Linked DNA regions of Arachis hypogaea: region 1 is linked to region 2. A link is a contact called in public Hi-C data. All regions are on one chromosome and are shown on one strand. The core of a region is the stretch at or near the end of the contact, and the rest is flanking DNA. Distances in the headings are between cores, read along the strand shown.

Region 1 (5,064 bases), core at 2,408-4,907, 280 kb after region 2:
GTATATTTATTTATTTTTTATACGTATATATAAATATAATACAGATTAACTGTCCAACATATCGTTCACGCACCAAACAAAACAACACAGAACACATCCAACCCATCCCATTCATCGCGTTGACCAGTTCTTCTAAAGCTACTAAATTAAAAACTGTCAAGAGATTACAAAGAATCCTCTCGCATTATTCGTAATTTTGTTACAGTTCTCCAAACGCATAAAAAATCTCATCACTTTTTCTTTTTCCATCTTCTCCTTGCCACAACCGCGCTTGTTCTCATCAAGTGTTTCCAATTCGATTCAAAGCATACCGAATTTGATTAAATATTTCGTCATAGTTCGTATTTCTTATTTCAAAATGTAGATTTCTTCTTTAATATATGAAATTATGAACTGATTACAAGAAAATAAAGTTCTCTCAAATCTTTCCACACGTTAATTGCATTAGGCAAGGTTTCATTATTAGTGCCTATATATGCACAATCCCAACATCTTTCTCAGTTTTATTGAATCACTTTATGTGGTAATTAGTCTATAACAACAAAATTATATTATACAAGATAAGTAAAAATTTAAAACACACATTACACAAAAAAAAAAAATCTAACACTCAGCTGTAGTGCATGTAACTACTAACTAGATTTATAATTGTCTATTCAAAAGGAGGTTTGTTTAAATCTATAGCCTCCCTTATTGAAATAAACAGATTATTGAGATATACTCACTGAACATTGAAGAGTGAATATATGTCTTGAATTTTAGCCCATAAAATGTGTCACTTTTTGTTTTCTTTTAGTTTTTGTGTTGAAAAGTGAATGTGTCCCGAGTCTTAATCATCATTTATTTTAACTATAATTCAATTATAATAAAACTTGAGAATTCAAATCAAAGTTTAAATTCATGCTTTAATTATATTATAATCAAACTCTTTTTAAATCATATTACAAAATTCGATTATAATCAAACATATTTAAAGTAATAACCAAACTCAAGAATCGTCCAAATCAAAGTTTAAACTCATGCTATAATTAGATTATAATCAAACACACTCCAAAATTATATTGCAAAGTTCAGTTATAATCAAACGTGCTCAAGATAATAATCAAACTTAACATTTAAATTAAAGTTCAAGCTCATACTATAATCAAAATATAATTAAACATGCTCTAAATCATAATACAAAATCTGGTTATCATTAAGCATGCTTATGGTAATAGTCAAACTCAATAAATCGAAATCAAAATTTAATACTATTATCAAATTATAATCAAACATGCTCTAAATTATAGTACAAAATCTTATTACATTGAAACTGTCATAGAAAAAATTAAATATCATAAGGGAATTAACTATTCAAATGATTGATACATCACAAGAGTAGCTACAAGCCTATAAGTCTTTACAAATCCTTTGATAAACAGAAGATAATGGGAGATAGGGCAACATGTGTTACACACATGATCAATTTTGTATAATTCTCTTTCCTAGGTACCGAAAAATAGAATATGATAAAAGAATCAAGTATAAATAATGATGAAAACTCCCAATAAACACCTAAGCTCTTCAATAGTGTGATGTTGAACTTCTCATAATATACAACGTTTTAGTTAAGATGTCTTCTTGGGTGTATTTACGTTTGGAAGTTTCTGTTGCTACTACTTTGAGTCAACGTCTTTGTAGAAGTTATCTGCAACAAAAAAAGGATCTTTTTCTTTTTCCCTTCTGAGGCTTGATCATCTCCCCACCACAAACTAAAGACGAGCAAAGCGAAAGCAGTGGAGGCCTCAACCTCACTCACAAGACGGAAAGAAACATTTATCATAATTAAGCTAACTCATATACTATAATTAGATAATAATCAAACACGCTTTAAATTATAATTCAAAATCCGGTTATAATCAAACAAGCTCATGGTAATAATCAAACTCAATAATAGAAATCAAAGTTCAATGTTATAACCAAACTATATTCAAACACCGTCTAAATTATAGAGCAAAATCTTGTTATAAAAAACACTTCGGCATGACAAATCCCAAAAAAAAAGGTAACTCTCAAATCAAATACAAATGTTCAACACAAGACACAAGCAACAATAATTGAAGATTCAAACTTGCCAAATGATTTTAGGATCACAAAAACAAACAATTATTGATAAAAAAAATTCAATACTAAAAAATAAAATTTAGTTGATGATGCTTCCACAATTTATCAAATAAAAAGCACTTTAAAATTGAGATGATAACACGTTGATATTTTACCAAACAGATTGTGGTTAGAAACAATAAATCAAGTAGAATATGCAATAATCAAATTCAAGAATCCAAATTAAAAATCAAACTCATGCAATAATCAAATTATAAAAACATAAAGAGAAGAAAGTAGAATATACTAAAACACATTGCTCAGATAGCTTGCAATAAGAAAAGTTTTTAACCAGCTACTATAGCATCAGCTCAAGGACTTGTATCAGTAGCTGATGCACCTTTGAACCAATGTTTGATTTTTTATCACAAAAATCATTCTCATCCTCGCCACTTGTATCATTAGAACTCAAATTATTGTTTCAATGCCTTTTAATATTATCCCTTTTGTTTGTACCATTTGAGCATTTTTGAATTTTTTCTAATTCAAAATAGAGGAACACTAAAACTCTGAACTAAGTTACGAACCAGAGAGGGAAAACCTGTGACTTAGCTTGCAGCGGCAGCGAGCAGCAAGTCGACAGAGAGCACCGCGCCTGAGAGAAAGAAAGGAGAATCGCAACTGCGCCTGAGAGAGAGAAAGCGAAGAAAAATCGTGCCGTGCCAGAGAGAGAGAAGGAGAATCGTGTCATCGGATAGAGAGGGAAGGAGAATCGTGCTTAAGAGTGAAAATGAGGAAGGAGAATCGCACCTGAGAGTAAGAGTGAATGAAGGAGAAAAAAGGAGGTAGGTTTAAGCGCGTGTAAAGAGTGAGAACAGCCTTTGTTTTCAATTTTTTAAATTTATGTACTTATATACATATTTAAATACGGTGGCTGAAATTAGTGTGCATGTATCACAACTCAAAAAATATTTATTTCCTCAAAATTGAGTTTGACAAAAAATATCTAAAGCTTAAATTACACTATCAATTTAATTTTAATTAAAATTAATTCTGCATACATTTGCTCTAACATTCTTTTACAAATGTTAATATAAACACGCGACTAAATTCTCATAGTGGTACATGAGATTTATAATTTTTATTATTTTAATCTTTTAGATTTAAAATTTATTATATTAGTATCTGAAATTTAAATCCAGGTACTATAATGATCTTTCAATCTTTTTTGGTATTGAGTCAATAAATAAAATGTTGAAATAGCTCTGATTTACTGCGCTAGACACATGGCTAAATAATGTTGTTTTGTTGTTACCCTTAAACAAGGCAAAACCAAGATTGTTCTGAAAAATGATAAGTGATAAAATGATTTGGAGTCTAAACACCAATATGATATCTATAACTGAATTTTGGAGACAAAAATAATAAATTTTGAATTTAAAAGACTAACTAAAAGATAGAATTTGTAAATTTGATAAACCAATTTGGAGATTCAGTCCAAACACATAGTATGTGAACTTCCATATTTGGCATTGGCCCAAAGAGGAACAACAAAGACCGGGTATTGAATGAGGCCCGCGTGGCCCATTCTGCCACAAATACGAACCTTCATCACTCGTATCGGTTTCTCTTGTTCCCGTCCATTTACATCTCATAGGCATAGCATCCTCGTAACAACGAAAAATCCCCCCACCTTAACCTCGTTTCTGTTGTTGTTGATAATGGAAGACAGTGAGAGGAGAAGAAGGCACACACTTGTTGTGAGGAAACCATGCTTTGGGCTCCCAACAGGTTGCCCACAATGCTTGTCAGCTTTCATCTATCTCAAGCTCTCCAAATTCCCCTTCACCTTGGACTTCCACCTTAACTACCCTGATTCTGGTAACCATTCCCTTCTTTTCTTCTTGTCTTTTTCTTTTCATGCTTGATATTTTAGATTTGTGTTTCAAGTTAGATAGAAGAAAGGAATTGTTAAATTAGTATTATAGAATATACCCTTTGTTTGTATTATTCCAAAGTTTTGGACTTTTAACTATTTGACTTTGTTTGAGGCTCTTGGGGGTGTCACTCATTCATACCCATTTGATAAATTTCTTATCTTTTGTTTGTGTTTCTGTTCTTTCTGTAGCAATTTGGTAATTTGAGTTTGCTGTTTGTTTTGTTGTGTGGTTTTATTGGTGGTTAGAACAAATTCCTTACTTTGAGGCTGGTGATTCTGTGGTATACAATGATGTGAAGGATGGGATCATTGAGGGCTTAAAGAAGGAGGAAGGAGTTGGTGATTTGGATGATGGTGTTTCATCACTGCCAGAGTGGATACCAACCAAGGTGATGCTCACAACTTGGCTTGCCGATGCGCTCGAGTACGAGCTTTGGGTGGGGTGTGATAGTTCGTCTGCTTATAGCATCTATTACTTCGATCTTCCATGGCCTATTGGGAAGGTCTTGTTTTGGAAGAAAGCTCATTGGGTGAAGCAGAAACATGGCATAACTAAAGACAATGGTGAGGTGAAGGAGGAAGAGGTCAGTTTCACCTTAAACTTCTTAAATTCGAGTCCAATCTTTGTCATAAAGTTGCATATTTATGTGTCATATGCAATACTCGCTTTTGTATTTGTGCGACATAGAGTATACGCTTTCCCTTAGATTTTTGTATTCAAATGCAGCTGTTGTTGATCAACAGATTTATGGGAGAGCTAACTCTGCATATGATGCTTTGTCAATGTGGTTAGGGGATGAGAACTACTTATTTCAAAACAGGTGACTCCTCTGGCTGTGTTATATATATGTAATTATCTTTCTTGGTGCAATATATGGTGAGATTTTGGTTTCTTATTTGAGAGGAAGTTTTGATTTTTGATAACCTCTAAATATGTTTTATTCTGTATATGCAGGTCATCAAGCATGGATGCTATTTTTCTTTCACATGCATTAGTCGTTCTTCATGCTTTGCCCGTGAGTTATATTATCACTTATACCATG
Region 2 (5,243 bases), core at 1,987-4,486:
CCAGCAGAAAGCCCTGGTGTCATTGGGGTATAACTGGAACTAGTAGCCCCATCAACAATATATGGTACAGCACCATGAGGAGGGTATGCAGGAATATATGAAGGAACAACTGAGGGATTTATAGTGTATCCACCAACATATTGTGGAGTATACATGCCTGAGGCCTGCAAATTAGTGTAGAACGGATTTGGTGAAGTCATGTAAGCTGCTGCTGCTGTGGCATATAGTGGAGGTGTAAACCCAGATGACTGCAGTAGTGGCTGGACATCAGAGGAGAACTTGCTAGCATTATGAGGAAACTGCTCTCTAACAATGTAGGCTGAATTCACATTCTGAGAGTTGGCATTGGGAACTTCACATGGATTGTTTTGTTGCTGGAACATCTGTTGTTGCATTAAATTATTCTGGTAATCAGTCTTCCATTTTTCTTCATAACTCGGGCTTTCTGAATTTGATAGATTAGATACACTTAAAGCCTTCAATTGAGACTCCACAATTGAAACATCTAAGTCACTAATACCCATGCTACCAGTGGATTCAAGAGATGATGAGCTTGCAAGAGGAGCGTTGGTACCAGCACTTGATGACATCCTCATATCGTCCGCACCTACAATGGGTTTACCAACCTCGACTGAAGGGACAGGAGGATCACGAGAAGAACTGGAGACAGCATCCAAGTCAATTGGTTCATCCGCCAGTCCACAACGACTGACAGAATGAGAATTACTATATACAGGTAACATGGTATGGGGGAAATCTTCCTGAAAGTTTGAATTTGGAACAAAAAATTATGCTTCCATAAATCTCAATATTATTTTGGAGGCAACCAAGAGTCAAGATTTAAAAATAATAATAGTAATAAACAACAGTAAAACTGTGGGATTAGTACTAAAGGAAGCAAGCAAAAGGTGAAAAGGATCTAGCAAAAGCACATGGAACTGTAACACACACAACTGAATAGATTTCAGACAATTTAGAAGTTGATATAATAGTAACCACCTGAATTGAGTCAACTATATTTTTGCACTGTGACGGTAATGATGCTGATGCATCTGGTCTACTCCATAGACCATCTGTCTTAACTAGCTCATTATCATATGGCTGCTGCGGTGAATCATCCTCAGACTCCTCCCTATGCGTTGCAAGAGTTCCTTGTGGTAAATGAAAAGAAATTTTACTGCTATCATCTGCAGAAGAAAATCCCCAATTATTCCTAAAATTGCTAATATGATGGCGATTTTCCCGAGAGATAAGAGGAGGAGGAAGCCTAGGGTTTAGGTTGACATTGGAATTGTAATATGCCAAATAAGCTGGATCGGCTCGTAATTGTTCCTCAGAGTCATATTTTTGCATAGCTCTGCTCAAAGTTGCCAAGCTTGCATTCTGAGTGGTGTTCTGTTGGGATAACAAGTTTTCTATAGCAAGAAATGAGCCTTCCATACTGGGAGGAGCACTTCCACTGCGATTGGGTGCCATATCCCTTCCACTACCATGGAATCTATGCCCCTGTACAAGTATACCTAAATCTTCTGTTGCCATGTTACGAGCTGGTGAACCAAAAGTAGAACCCTCCTTAAGAGAGGGCCACTTACCCCCAGCTTCTGAAATTCTAATTGGACTTTCGGTTGCCATAGTACTGCAAGATTACTTTGCCCCTTTTATTGAAATGGAGACCATAATATTACATTGCCTCCTAAAGGACACAACCCAAAATTGTAAGGTCAGCATAAACAACTTCAAACAGGAATTAAACCTTTTAGTATTAATATTACTGTATCAGAGAAGAAAAGTAAACTAACAGCATCGAAAACAATACACTCAATCCATAATTTACAGTGAGTAGTGACAAATGGAATTAATCGGACACTTCAGACAAATTGGCAGGATTACTAACCACATGCGAAACTACATAATGTTAAATGATGCTGATGTTGTGTTTGTTAAATTCATTGCAAATCCAAAACGGAAATGTAAAGCCACTAATATCACACTAAATTGGAGGCTCAAATTTTACTCAGGCATACATATCCACCCACCTTTCGTTGACAACAACCATTTCAAGTAAAATTATAAGTTACAAACTCCTACCCATCCATTTTCCAATAAAATCACATGCACAGCACAAGATGGAAAACAGGAAAACCACGATATCATAAATTTTCAAAAGGGTTAAAAAAGAAGAAAAAGATATCAAATTCAGTAGCCCATAAGTAAAATAGAAGAATCTGAACCAATTGCACTCTATGAAGAAACCAAGTCAGTCAAACCTTGTAGAAAGGGTATAAACACTAAGCAGCAGCATGTGCAGAAATCATCCCTCCATTTCAGGAATGCCTGAAGGAACAATCAAAAGACTTCAATTTTCTTTCCAGATTGAAAAGAAAAAGGAAAAACATAAAACAAAACATTTGTTTGTTACCACAGAAAAGAATTCACTCATCACCATGTTTCCACCAATTAAAAAACAAAAATAACTAACAAGCCAAATTCACTGGTCAAACTACTTTCTCACCCCTATCATCTTCTCATTGACCAAATAGGTGAAGAAAGAAGAAAGGGGGGAAAAGAAGCCCCAACTTTGCACTTAGGACTAAAGATCACGATCACAAACAAACATCATAATAATCAGAACCAAAACATGAAGCACCCAATATCACTAATTCACACATATCAGAAACCCATGAATAAAAAGGAAAGCAAGAAGTTCATGAGAAAATTATTCATGCACATATGCAGAGATAGAGAAGAACTAACATGATAATCAAAAGGGAGAAGTTGAAGCACGAAGAAAACGACACAACCTTAGAGGAGGATAGCGAAGATTCTCCTCAGAGTGAAGATTCACTATTCCAAAACCCTAGATTCTTGAGAGAGAGAGAGAGAGAGAGAGAGAGAGAGAGAGAGAGAGAGCGGGGATAGAGAGAGAAAGCGGGTACTGATGGGTGCGTTTTGCTTCGAGTCGCTCTCTTTCTCTGCAAAATTGAAAACAGAAGAAAAAAGAAAAAAAAATTGATGGGTTAGTTTTTGGGGTCAAATAGGTGCAGTGTGTTGTTGAAATGGAAAGAGAGAGAAACGGATTGTATTGATTGTTATTTTTAAAAGACTGCGTCTGCAAATGGATAAAAAGGAATGAATTTAGGGGTTACTCAAAAAAAAAAAAAAAAAAAAAGAAAGCGTTTATTCTGGACATAAGGTTCTTTGGTTAATTGAATCCTCGTTTGTGAATTGAGGCAGAATGGGACAAAGTAGGTAAGTGGCCAAAATAATAATACGCATACCATTAAGAGTACACGTTTCCCCTTTTTTTTGTTTCAATTTTTCCATTCAAAGACTAATCTTTATTCATACAGTATACAAGTTGGCCGTTTCTAATAAATTTCCAAAAATTAATTCAATTTTATTTTTAGTGTTTAAAACAAATTTCAACTTATGTAAGAATATTATTTCAGTTTCTCAAATTAATTTAAATTAATCGAATAATTAATTTATTTATCTGTCTAAATAAGTATTAAAATTTATCACACAAGTGAATGAAAAATAAAAATATTAATATCTCAAAATCATCATTAATAAGACAGAGACAATTATACTTAAAATACATGGATATTCCAATGTAATATTGTATGCAATTATATAAATAACTCTTGAGTTCTAGTATACAAAAAGATCATATAGATAGATCTAAGGTTGTCAAATCCGCGAGTATAAGTAAACTCGTGGAGCTGACCTAGATTCGACTCGCGAGTTAATTCGTAGACTCGTACGAGTTCACCTGTTATGAAGTTTATATATGTCATATATAATGTATATTTACTCAATTCTAACCATTCAAAATTAATAATATCAATCTTAAAGCACATAATAAATTAAAATAATAGCATACATTATAACAAATACTTTAAAATACACATTCAAATCCTCTATAATTATTCTTATACAAGTACAACATAGAACACACAAAATTAAAAATTCTAAATCTGTAATACTAAATCTTTAATTGAACATTGAATAATATTAAATAATTAAATTAACTCTAATCAAAATAATTAATTACTAATCAGCCATGAATGGATGAACCATCTGGCCATCTAACATAAACGATAAGCAATAGGCTAAAATTAGAAGCAATAAAATTTAAAAAGTAAAAAAAAAAAAAAAAACTAAATCAAGAAGCAAAGGCTCAAAGAAAGGCAAAAGGCATTCAAAAAATAGAGGATACAGAAGAAAAGAAGGGGAAAAGTCCCAGCAATAGCAGATCGAAGACAAGGGTGCAGCAGGCAGCGGTGGTGAGGGTGCAGCAACAGCACGAAACAACGGCGACAAATAGTCATGGACAAAGCAGAGGGAGTTGAACAGTGATAGCACGATGGAGTTGCGAATAGTGGAGATGTGAAGAAATACAAAGCAGAGGGCAACACAGGTAAAATTCACAAAGACAATGGCGCAAATCAGAGCAGAGGTAGCAGACACAGGCGAACAATGGAAGCTCGACGGGGAACGGCGACTACGGCAGAACATGGAGAAAGTGAGACTTGAGAGAAACGACGCAGATGAGTGAGTTGTGAGTGAGTTTTCTTTTATTCTTTGCGAGTGTTATCGTAATACAAATAAAAAAAAGTGTTTTTTTAGTTTCAAAATGACGCTTTTTTTAGGAAAAATGAAAAAAAACACAAACTCGCTAACTCGGTCCTAGACTCACGAGTTTGTCCGAGTTTGGCCGAGTTTAGCCGAGTCTAGCCGAGTTTACTCAAGATAGAGTCTATGCCCGAGTCAACTCGATTCCATATCTAAACTCGTAAACTCATACGAGTTTACGAGTTAACTCGAGAGTTTGACAATAATCATAGATCTCAAATTAGCATAAATCAAATAAGAGTATTGTTTTCTGAAGTCAGTGTATTTGGCTCAGTTTGCTCCTTAGTTTAAAAAGGAGTAAGACCCCCTTCTCTTTCTTCTCTGCTTTCCTCCTTTTCTCTTTCACCAAGCTTGGCTCCTCCCATCAACGAGGCTGGCTAAAGAAAATGAATAAAACTATACAAGGAAATATAAATTTGTAAATAATCGTAACTTCTCATCCCAAATATTATACTCATCTAAGAATTTATCAAATCCACTTAACATATTGTCACTTGAATTCTTTAATGCAAAATCTCTGGCTAAATTTTTTTAAAAAAACTCCAACATCACCTCAACCTTAGTTACTTTTGTCCATGAGATAAACATAAACATTTCTACAAATTCAA

What was found. A called contact is a pair of places that touch in the nucleus more often than the background predicts.
Region 1: a contact with region 2 is called in a Hi-C map of an unstated tissue, with 5 times the contacts expected there. The contact joins the promoter of LOC112741871 here to the promoter of LOC112741870 in region 2. A contact is called at or near these places in 2 of 8 Hi-C or Micro-C datasets (leaf and an unstated tissue).

The regions. Positions count from the first base shown.
Region 1 is chr14:27,721,219-27,726,282 of arahy.Tifrunner.gnm2.J5K5, forward strand. LOC112741871 (mitochondrial outer membrane import complex protein METAXIN) reads left to right here and starts at 3,658. Exons shown (of 6, transcript XM_025791037.3): 1 at 3,658-3,963; 2 at 4,268-4,605; 3 at 4,766-4,842; 4 at 4,977-5,037. The coding sequence starts at 3,804.
Region 2 is chr14:27,444,467-27,449,709 of arahy.Tifrunner.gnm2.J5K5, forward strand. It overlaps LOC112741870 (pumilio homolog 6, chloroplastic), which reads right to left and starts at 3,237. Exons shown (of 10, transcript XM_025791035.2): 1 at 2,802-3,237; 2 at 1,000-1,693; 3 at 1-761. The coding sequence starts at 1,632.